2 separate regions of the Mus musculus genome follow, and region 2 is linked to region 1. A link is a contact called in public HiChIP or PLAC-seq data. All regions are on one chromosome and are shown on one strand. Each heading gives the region's core, a stretch centred on a gene start, on an enhancer-like site or on the middle of the called end of the contact. The rest is flanking DNA. Distances are from core to core; before and after follow the strand shown. Region 1 has its middle 91 kb from the start of Fam76b. Region 2 overlaps Sesn3 (sestrin 3).

Region 1 (5,093 bases), core at 1,417-3,916:
CTCTGCACAGAGTGACAGTGTCCTGGGGAGGGGACCCACGCAGGCTATCAGGGTTTTGTCAGACGTTAAGTTGTTGATGCTGTTTCCGGGATCTGCTAGTTGACAGTCACACCATCCCAACCTGAGCAGCCTGGGCCAAGCTTGCCTTTATTAGAGGCATCAGTAATGTTTGGCTGCTGGTTGATGAATTCTCTTAGTTTCTATTAATTTATCTCTTGCCAAATTGGCTCTTGGTGGAATTTTAAAATGTATTTTTTAAAAAATATACCATGTCCTTTTCCTTCTGAGCAGTGTGCAGTCTGATTAAGGAGAGATTAGAATCTTACAGAGACATAATAGTATGGAACCTACAGTCAAATACTGAATGTTCAAAGCTATTAGAAGTCAGCCAACCTTGTTATTGGAAAGTTTTCATGAGCCTAGCAAGAAGCAAATGTTTTTTTCTACTTAAATGAAGTTAGGCAGTTTAGAAGTCCAATGGGACTCTGTAAAAAGCCAGCCTGGGCACAGGAAGGTGGGTCTGGTTCAGAAAGGGCTTCTGTGATGACCTGCAGCTTCTAAAGGGTGAAAAACGCCTTGTTTCCCTTCTGAGGGGTGTGGCTGTCACAGACCAGGTCCAATGAGTCCACGCACTTCTTCAAAGTTCAGGTGTCCTCTGTGCTTGGGCTGATAACAAAAGGAAACGAAAGTAAAATTACCATCTATTGGCACCGGCACCTAGTGTCTCATAGGGATTTTCAATACAGTGTGCCGCCGTATTTTTACAAAAGTGTTATATGCTACCTGTCACCATTTCCCATTTACAGGGGAAAAATGAAGCTTAGAGGACTTGACTGACTTGCCCCAGTTCAAACGCTAGTCACTAACATTTTTATCTCTGACTCCTGAGTTTGGTCTCTGAAAGCCCAGCTTGGTGGTCCATACCTGTAGCTCCAACACTTGGGGAGTAGAAGCAGAGGATCATGAACTCAAGATCATACTCAGCTACATAGTCAGTTTGAGGCTAGTCTGGGTTATATAAGAGCCTACCTCAACAGATAGCAGACAGACAAACAAGACCGACAGACAGGCAGAAAGCAGGTTGAGTGGGTAAGAGTATCTCTCTTGTACATCATATTCCTATTGCCTGGGCCATGATTTTAGCTACAGGTCACTGCCAACAAATATCAATGGCCATAGGCTTCACAGTCATCATTAGAAAACATCCTTTAACTCCAGTAGAACATGCAGCAAACTGGAACATCCCAGGTATGTTGCAAGCATGGCATGGACACCGAACAGATCTGCCTGCTTTTGTATCCCAGTTACTGACCTTAAACGTGTGCTCCACTATGGCTGACATCAGACTTTAGTTTGTAAATGATATGGATAATTTGGAGCCAGATAAGGATACACAGCATTGTAGATGTACTAAATGCCATTAAACCTTCCTTTAATGAGATGATGTTTATATTTCATACACTTCACCTAAAACAAAGACAGGAGGTAAACAGGTGTTCATTCACTCTGGTCTTTGTTTCAATGTGGTGGTTGTGATGTAATTCCATCCGCTTGAAAATTCTTGCCACATGGAATTTATGATTGAAAATCTTACACTAAAATATCGCCAGGCATTGGTGGCATACACCTTTAATCTCAGCACTTGGGAGGCAGAGGCAGGCGGACTTCTGAGTTCGAAGCCAGCCTGGTCTACAGAGTGAGTTCCAGGACAGCCAGGGCTACCCAGAGAAACCCTGTCTCGAAAAACAAAACTAAACTAAACTAAACTAAACTAAACTAAACTAAACTAAACTATCATAGTCCCTGTGACTTTTAGAGAACCTTGTGATAGCTGGGAGCCCAAGTCCCTGATGTAGACAATCACGATGAACTTGCATTGTTCATACCTGTTCCCAGAGTGAATCGCCCAGTGTCTCTGCTCTGTTATACCCAGATGTACAATCTCTAGTTTCCTTTGTTTGTTTCCTCTCTAGTTTCCTTTCCATGTAACACACACACACACACACACACACACACACACACACACACACACAGAGAGAGAGAGAGAGAGAGAGAGAGAGAGAGAGAGAGAGAATACTTTTTCTGTGGAAGGCTATGATCTATATGACTATATGACTGCTGGAATGAGGAGAGAAAAAGAGAGCCTGTGGTGAGCCATCAGAATACCATGGGTGAAAACTGGTGTATAAAGAAGCCTTGGGTTTGGAAAGCCAGGGTCGGACAATGATGAGCACCATAGTGCAGGTGTCCCAAGTGCTTCAAGACCTTAGCTAAAGCCCATTCATTCTGGTTTATTTAGTCTAGGAGGTTCTTATTTCATTTGCTATCACAGTGGATTTTCAATATGCCTGCAAAATCCAATAAAGACTCTGCTAGCCTCCTGAAAGAAGTATTACGATCTCTGAAGCAGCCCGTCAGACTAGCACCCTTCATTCTCTCACTTGGTGTGTCTGAACAGTATGGGCAGTTTCCTCTCCAAAGTGTCCAGTGAGCAACCTAATTGGCCCTCCACAGACACAATGTTTTGGACTGCTTTTACTCACTCAGGTCAGATTCCCATTCTCTCGTTCAGTACAATAAACTTGCCCAGGAAACTCTCCAACAAGCCCCAACATTGATTCTCTGAGACTTCAATGTAGTGCACTGTGTTGCCCATGGCACCACTGTCTCCATAGCAACCCTCCCAACTAGGCAGCTCGGTCAGAAGACAAATAAAAGCAAAGGAATTGCTGTAATGTCCTCATCATTGTAATCGTTTCTTACTGAGAGGACGTGAGGCTGAAGATTGGCTGTGCTGGGGATAACAGGGGAAGCTTGAGGCCACATCCTTAGAGCCTCACCTGTTGTCTCCGGTCTCTCTTATTTCCTTCATAAGTCTGAACTATTCTGAGCTTACTTGAGTAAATGTTCTGCATACTCAAAAATAAAAGGAACCTTACTAAGAATATAAGAGGACCCCATCCAATAAAGCCCCAGAATTAAAACTGGAAACTGACTGGCTTCATGAGCCCCAGCCAGCCAATCAGACCTCTGTGTCACTTTGCTCAGGAGTGGAAGGAGGTGAGCACTGACTCTGTTGCCGTGAAAGGGTAGATTTCGATGAGACAAGACCTGAATAGTTTTAATTTTCCCAACTTTTAAAAAAATTTTGGCAATAAGCAGAAATCATAACACTACCTTTCATATATATTCACACACTATATTTTAATTATGGTGGCTACTATACCATAAACTTCTTCAAGAAAAAGTTCTTCCACCAAAGAGGAGATCTAAATAAACACATTTCCTGTTTAGTTCTGCCTCCCCTCCCCCTCCAGCAGAGCAATCAGGCATTGGAGACGGGTGCCTGAAAGGGCCCATCTCAGCCTCTGCTCTTCAGACAGCTGATAAAGAAAAGAAATCCTCTTCATGGGGAAATTGTTCAGCAAATATTTGTGGATTGCCTTATATATAAAATACTTACCGTTGTGAATTCAATAGCAAGACAGACACTGCTCCCTGCATCATGGTGCCAAGATTCTTATATTTCAGAAAATGTGCTCTGCTCCACAGCAATGTGTGCGATACATGACTGATAGAGTGCAGATGTGCACACTCAGTGCACAGCAGGCTCACTGACCATTTTAGGCTCAAGCCTCACGGGCAAGCCACGGGGTTCTGGTAAGAACTATGCTCAAGCAGTGCTGAGGGAGCCCAAAAGACCAGACAGTGTGGCATCGGTACTGCTGGCTGCCCCAGAGGGTTCTGCGGTGAATTTTCATCTTCAGATGAAATTACTCTGAGCAAATCTTCATTCCCTCTGACTAAAGTCTCACTGAAGGTTTGAGATGGCTTCCATGAAGCTTGCTTTAAGAGCGTGTATGAGTCGCTGCCCTCAGGCATCTTGGTGTGTAGATGGCCAAACATGATTGACAGGAAATAAGTAACTTGCATGGTTTCAGGGCTAAGCTATAAACACAAGTAGCAAATTGTAGCCCAATTTCAAGACAGCAAGTCACAATTTTCAAATTAGTAAATACAAATTTTTTTGCAGTAGAATTTTTTGGTGTGTGGGTTTTGTCGGGCTTATCTAAACTGTGGTTCAATTGTAGCATTTTCCTTATGTTGATAGTAATTTCAATAATTGCTTATACTGGTGAACTTGAAGTTTTTTCTCACTGTGCTTTCTTTTATTGATCTCAAAGTTTACATATTTTGTATTGTGTGCCATGGAAATATCTTTGTAATTATGATTGTTTTGAATATTTTTATATTTTAATCTTGATGTTAGAATATTTTTCAGAATTATACTAATCTGTAGTTATATGTATATTTACTTTATATTTTCATATGATTGAATTTTGATCTTTGGTAGACCTTTATTTCAACTTGAAGACTCACTTTAGTGCTCTCAGTGAGGCAATTCTAGTTACTTTTGTTTGTTTGGAAAGTCAGCATTTCCCATTTCTTTCTGAAGGACAGCTGGATTCAGTCCAGCATTACTGCTTGGTAGCTTTCTTGTCTTTCAGCAATGTGACCATGACAGCATAGTCCTCTGGATTGCAAAGGTTTTTCTTTTTCTGAGAAATCTCCTCACAGTTCCATAGACATTGCCTTGGAAGGGGAAATCTGCTTTCCTCTGGATTCTTCCACAGCGTTTTCTTGACATTTGATTTTTAACAGCTGAGGTACTGTGTTTTGGTGTAAACTTTTGGCCTTCATGTTTGGAGTTTGTTGGGCATCTTGCATCCAGAAAAGGAGGCGTTCTTTTCCTAGTTATTCCTGTTTACTTTTTCTTGTTTGGGAAAACTGCTAAAACACCAGTCACCATTAGATGATGTCTCAGAGGTCCCTGTGCCTTCTTGACATTTTCATTTTTTATTTTTGTCTCTCTGCCCGAGTCCTTTCAGATGACTGGTCTTTGAAGTTCAATGATTCTTCTGTTCTGGTTCGTCTGCTGTCGAGCACTCAGCATTGACGATTCAGATTAGCGTTTGTATTTTCCAGCTCTTACTCTCTCACGTGACTCCTTTTAGCTCAGCACTGCTCATGACCAGTGAAGTGGGAGTCAAGACCACAGAAGGAGCTACCCTCCAGCTCCTGGGTCAGATCAG
Region 2 (5,762 bases), core at 166-2,665, 390 kb after region 1:
TTACTGAACAAATGGTGCTCTCAAGTCAGTCTGTTCCACCGTTCTCCTGGGCTCTCACCAGAGTTCTGCCATTTTCCTCTTGATGGCCCAGAAGCAGTGCCACCCCCAGAATAACGTGGCAAACACAGCTCTGGTCCTCATCTCTTTTCTCAAATAAACATAAAGTAAAAGAACCCAAGCACATTATCCTTTTGAAATCAGTGGGGTGAAAATGAGCATTTCTGCTCTTCTGTAGCAGTTTGCAACTCTTTAAAGGCTAATTATAGTTTAAACCCCAGGAAGTCATCTTGCTGCAGAAACTATTCTAAAGCTCAGGAGCTGTGGCACAGGCCTCTTGTCATACATTAGGTTCCCACCAGTATCAGTCATAACCGAAATGCACATCCCTGCGCTTGGAACAGCTAGCTAGATAGCTGATGGCTGGGAACACTCTTGTCCTGGCCACAGAGTGTGTGTGCCCACCAGTGTGGGGCAAGTGATGTACTTAGCTGTGTATATCTGCCTTCTTAGTAGCTGCTTAAAAACTAGAGGATCGATGCTAGCAAGAACCTGCAGTTGTGTTACAATGAAAACACATTTTATATTGAAATGTTGGCTGTTCCAGCATGTAATTTTCTAAGGAAAGTAGCAGTTTCAAACTGTAAAGGTGAATTAAGTTGATTAATGTGTTAACTTGGGATTTTTATCAAGTATAACAGTAGTACCTCAGTCTGTCTCCAGAAATTCCTTGTATGCTTCCACATAAGAGGGTGTGGATTTTATTCCCCTACATTTTTTCTGCATTTTGTGTATTTTCTTATTTTGTAGTATTCACTTGTCTCCATAGTTACATTTGTTTTTCTTCAGACTTGATTGTCCCCTTTGTAATCAGCCTCTTAGATGATCGTTTATTTGAAGTGATTAGATTTCCAGCAAGTTGCTGTTCCTGGATAACTAGTTCACCACGAAGTTCTACAGACAGTAGGGTGCGTTTTGGGTTTTTTGTTTGTTTGTTTGTTTTTGTTTTTGTTTTTTTATCCTTACTTTTATGTATTTAGAGACAAGATGGCCGTGTAGCCCAGTCTAGTCTCAAACTCATGATCTCCCTGTCTGATCCTGCTAAGTGCTGGGATTGCAGGTGTGCACTACCACGATTGTCTTATCATTTCATTTGTTGTCATTGGCAGGTGGAACTAAGAGAATATAGATCTCCTATTCTGAATCCATTTTCTAGATAGACTACAGTTGATGTAGACAAGAAATCCCAGTATGAGAAATTCTGAATGACTCCAGTTCACATGCCACCCTCCAGTGTACTCGGGCAGTCAATTGAGGGTGATTTGTCATCATTTTGTCATCTAGATGTGTTACTTGTTTGGAAACTTAAACAGTTTAAAGTGTCGTGTGATGCATACATGTTGCTAGAACACTGACAGCTGATGGAGAGTGTGTGCCAGACTCAGAAGGGTTGGGGCTGTGTCTGTTTTCTTACCCCTCTACATGGTCTATCACAATATTCAATTAGGCTCTCAAATAAATCATTGTTGAATACCCAACTGCCTACTTTTGCCAATTTGTTGTAAAACTGCTTCCTAATGAAGTACAGGACTTAAAGGATTTAAATAACTATTTTGTTTTTGGTAGGCTCTTTGATTTGTAAAGGACAAAAAAGACTAAAGTTGCCCACTACCAAGGGGAGAGAGGAAGGAAAAGAATGAATTTCAATGACCATGCTTCAGCTCTACTTTTTCCAGGACTCCATAGCAACGCCTCGGGCTTCTCTGTTGACACCCACCCTGGGCTTTCCTTTTGTTCCCTCTCGCCTCTGCATTCGAGCAGCATTTTGTTTCTCTTGGCTCTCTGATTGCATCGTGTTCACGTAGCTACTGTATAGTCCTGGGAAATTATTAACGTGTGCTAATTAGTCTAACTTGGTTTGGACAGAACTTATATACCCAGGAATCCATGGGTATACCAGTGGGTAGCCAATCCCTTCCACGGGCTACCAATCAGCTTCTGTTTGATTGTTGGGGTCTTAGCATAGGCTGTAGCCAAGAGACTGGATCATAGAGAGAAGACTTTGTCACTTTGAGACAAGGAACCACCCGAGTTACGTTCTTACCTTAGAAGTTTCCTCAGAGCTAGAGAAAGGACCCAAGGAGCTGAAGGGGTCTGCAGCCCATAGGAGGAACAGCAATATGAACCAACCAGTACCCCAGAGCTCCCAGGGACTAAACCACCAACCAAAGAATACACATGGAGGGACTCAAGGCTCCAGCTGCACATGTAGCAGAGGATGGCCTTGTGGGACATCAGTGAGAGGAGAGGCCCTTGGTCTTGTGAAGGCTCGATGCCCCAGTGTAGGGGAATGCCAGGGCAGGGAAGCAGGAGTGGGTGGGTTAGTGGGCAGGGGGCGGGGGGATGGGATGGGGGATTTTCGGAGGGGAAATGAGGAAAGGGGATAAAATTTGAAATGTAAATAAAGAAAATATCTAATAATAATAAAAAAGAAGTTTCCTCAGGAGATTTTGAGGCATCTAAAGCTTTTAAACCAAGCTTTTCTAGTAGCCACAAGGTCTCTAATATTTTTCTTATTATTTTATTATATAATATCCTTAATATTCCTATTGAGTCTATAACCATGCTGCTGTCCAAAGTGTCATCTTGTGGCATCAGAGAACTGATTCTTAACTCAGAGTGTTACTTTTATCTGAGAAGATCAAGTGGCCATTTTCCTGCATCTCTTTTCCTGGCTAAGGAGTTCAAGGGGCCTGTTTGGTCTATTTCTGACCTAACCTCACCCATGGAGAAGGAAGCAATCTCATTAACAATTTCATAATTTATATAGAGAGACTTAGTATGAACAAAAATATTAGTATTCCTCAACAATTTCCTACTGTAGCAGTGTACCAACAGGTATGAATTGATTGTGAAGGTTAAGGGCTTTCCCTCATGTAAAGTGTGAGCTAAGGCCTTGTAGTAAATAACTGAGTTTTCCCCCATCAATGAGGTGTAGAGGCCTGTCCCTTTAGCTCACATAAACACAACTGGTGCTGCTCTGGGTTTTCTTTGATCTGAACCCCAGACTTCTTTGAGTTTTACATAATTATATTGACTTATTTATTTTACTACGTTGGCTGAAAATATCTACCAATTTAAATTTTCTTGGTAAGTCATCTTAACACATTGAACTTTTCTTTTACAAACAGGACAAAAGAATCCGAGTGTCTCAACCCCTGACAAGAGGACCAAGTGCCTTTATTCCAGAGAAGGAAGTATGGCCATTTGTTTTTAATACATTATCTAGTCAAAAACTAACTCTAAAGCTGCATCTATTTTTCCATTTAAAAGTAGGTGTGCTTTGCTCTTTAGTGTGTTGTTAGTCATGTTTTTTCAGATTCATTAAGACAGTCTAAAGGTTTTTAAGGTTTAAAGAGACCAGCATTTCACAGAACTTAAATCACATAATTGGGATAAACAGTATTTTGAAGTAAAACATGAGTTTGCAACTACACCTTTAAAGGACAGTAGACAGTGCTTTCATTACTGGTAGTTACTCTTCTCATTTACACATTTGATTGACAGGATCCCACAAACGCTCCAATACAACAATTGTGCATCTTTGGTAAGGATTTGGTAACAAGATGTTAACTGCCAGGTATGAAGGTTGACAGTGGCACAGTAAGGTTTTTGCTTGCTTTGTTGGTGTATATCTTGAGGCATGGGGTCTGTATGCATTCCTACATGCCCCTTAGCTGTCACCAGGCTGAGGACCACTGTTAAGGACATACTTGTCTGCTTAAGGAGTGCCTGGGGCACACGGATGCAGTTGTCTCATAGGTGCGCTCTCTGTGTGTGCACAGACATTTTTATCTTAAATAACTAGGAGCCTTGCTTCACTTTCCTGTCCCTGATTTAGTGGCCTTTGCATTGAACTAGAACTCAAGTGAAAGTGATGTGTCTCCAGAGGTCAGATGTGGCAGTGTAGTGTACAAGAGGCACTATATTGCACGTGCCTCTTTGCCTTGTGGCTCATGGTTGCACTTGCAGGATGATGGCCTAACATATGAGTGGCCTCCTGAGTCATTTTTGTAGCATGTATCTGAAGATAATCTAATTTTTTAGGATCTAATGCAGCATATGAATCTAGTAACGTTTTGTGAAAGTCTTGTGAGAACTAAGAAACATCTGGAGAAAGCAAATCAAACATAGGAAAGAACTCTAGCCCTAATTATATTTGGGCCTGGATCCCTGTTGTTTTTCACCTATCAGCTCAGTCCCCATGGTTGACAGAACAGGGAGATGGACCAAATGAAAGTGCTCAGAGTCCGATAATGAACTGAGGTGAAGTTTCCTTTTGTTTTTAAGCCAGGATAACTAGCATTTCTCACTTTCAGACACACTCCATTTAAGATTAAGTCTTTCTACACAAACAGTTCCTTTGTATAATTTATACTTCCCTGGGGTAACAGGAACTAGGAAGCCAGCTCTGAGGAGTTTCCCAACTACAGTGTCAGTCTTTAAAGGACCAAACCTTTGGACTTCATGAGATCTGTCAAAACCAGTTTGCTATTAACTAGATGCACCAAGTTGAGCTAAATCCAGAATCTGCTTCCTTATCTCTGAGCTGAGGGGCATGTTCATCCTCCATCCCGAAGTAAACTCTAAAGTGCGAGGGAGACAGAAGCCAGCGATGGGGTCATGCTTCCTGTCCATCCATTCCTGCAGAGCTGGCTCTTCCTTCCCACAGGTGTTAACAGTGTCCTCACACCGACCCACCAACTTGTGTAATGCCAAGCTGGCATGGTGTATAAGACTAGATGTTGTTTTTTTCTATTTTGAGAACGTTCTTTGGTCCCTAGATGAAGGATGTAAGTCCAGTTTTCATGCCTTATTTTTAGTAATTACTATGGTAGGCTTAAACTTGCAACAGCAGGATCTTGTGTCATTATTAATTTTCATCACAAGTCACCATATATTCCTATATCTCTAAAAAGATTTCATAAAACTTTCTTAAAATGTTGACTAGCAGAAACAACAAAGAATCAGATATTTGTCAAAAATAATGCAATTAATGTTGTCATTTGATGAGAGTGGCCTGCTAATGCTCGTGACCCAGTGCTGCCGGATTCTCCTCTCTACACACTTGTGTGACAATGGCCAAGCAAGCCAGCTCTGAAGTCTGCATGCTCGCTACAAAGACAGATGGAGGCTTCTTTCCTCGGCTTCATAGCTGCGTGTTTAATGTTTGATAACTTAACATTTGTTGTTTAATAAATTGTGGTACCAAAGCCAAAACTGAATGGTACTTTCTCTTTTTAAATGTCTGCTTCTAGTATGAGCAACTGCATAATTGCAGTATCTGTTAGCATCAAATGAATATGTATTTCTTCAGTACAGGCAGAGTCCATGTAAACCAAAGCTGTCTTACATCACAGCGTTCACTGCATTCTTTGCTTCTTGGTTGTAAGGTTGTCCAAGCAAATACGGCGGATGAACGAACAAACTTTCTTGTGGAAGAGTACTCTACATCCGGTCGCCTGGACAACATCACACAGGTGATGAGCTTGCACACTCAGTACCTGGAATCTTTCTTGCGGAGCCAGTTCTACATGCTGCGTATGGACGGCCCCCTTCCCCTCCCAGACAGGCACTACATTGCCATCATGGTAGGTGCTTACTTCCCATTATTCCCTGCTGTCATGAGCTAGCTTCCACATATTCTGTGTCCCTTCTAAGGTGTGTCTTTAGGAGAGGGTCTGAGTAAGGATGTGCATTAGAGA

What was found. HiChIP or PLAC-seq counts read pairs in DNA pulled down with a chosen protein or histone mark.
Region 2: an H3K4me3 HiChIP or PLAC-seq map of embryonic basal ganglia shows a contact between it and region 1, with 4 times the contacts expected there. The contact joins two enhancer-like sites. A contact is called at or near these places in 2 of 484 Hi-C or Micro-C datasets (CD8 T cells and bone marrow-derived macrophages), 3 of 115 datasets of contacts at active chromatin or transcription factors (CD8 T cells, double positive thymocytes and embryonic basal ganglia) and 2 of 9 other capture datasets (adipose tissue and liver).

Annotation. Positions count from the first base shown.
Region 1 is chr9:13,916,340-13,921,432 of GRCm38.p6, forward strand. No RefSeq gene overlaps it. Among named protein-coding and RNA genes, the nearest start is that of Fam76b, 91 kb to the left of the region's middle. Within about 2 kb of position 2,667, at least 45 of the 459 cell types and tissues checked have an H3K27ac peak or open chromatin away from gene starts, as enhancers often do. A contact at or near this core is called in embryonic basal ganglia, where this site is marked.
Region 2 is chr9:14,303,011-14,308,772 of GRCm38.p6, forward strand. It overlaps Sesn3 (sestrin 3), which reads left to right. Exons shown (of 10, transcript NM_030261.4): 2 at 3,189-3,254; 3 at 5,451-5,648. Among named protein-coding and RNA genes, the nearest start is that of Sesn3, 30 kb to the left of the region's middle. Within about 2 kb of position 1,416, at least 26 of the 459 cell types and tissues checked have an H3K27ac peak or open chromatin away from gene starts, as enhancers often do. A contact at or near this core is called in embryonic basal ganglia, where this site is marked.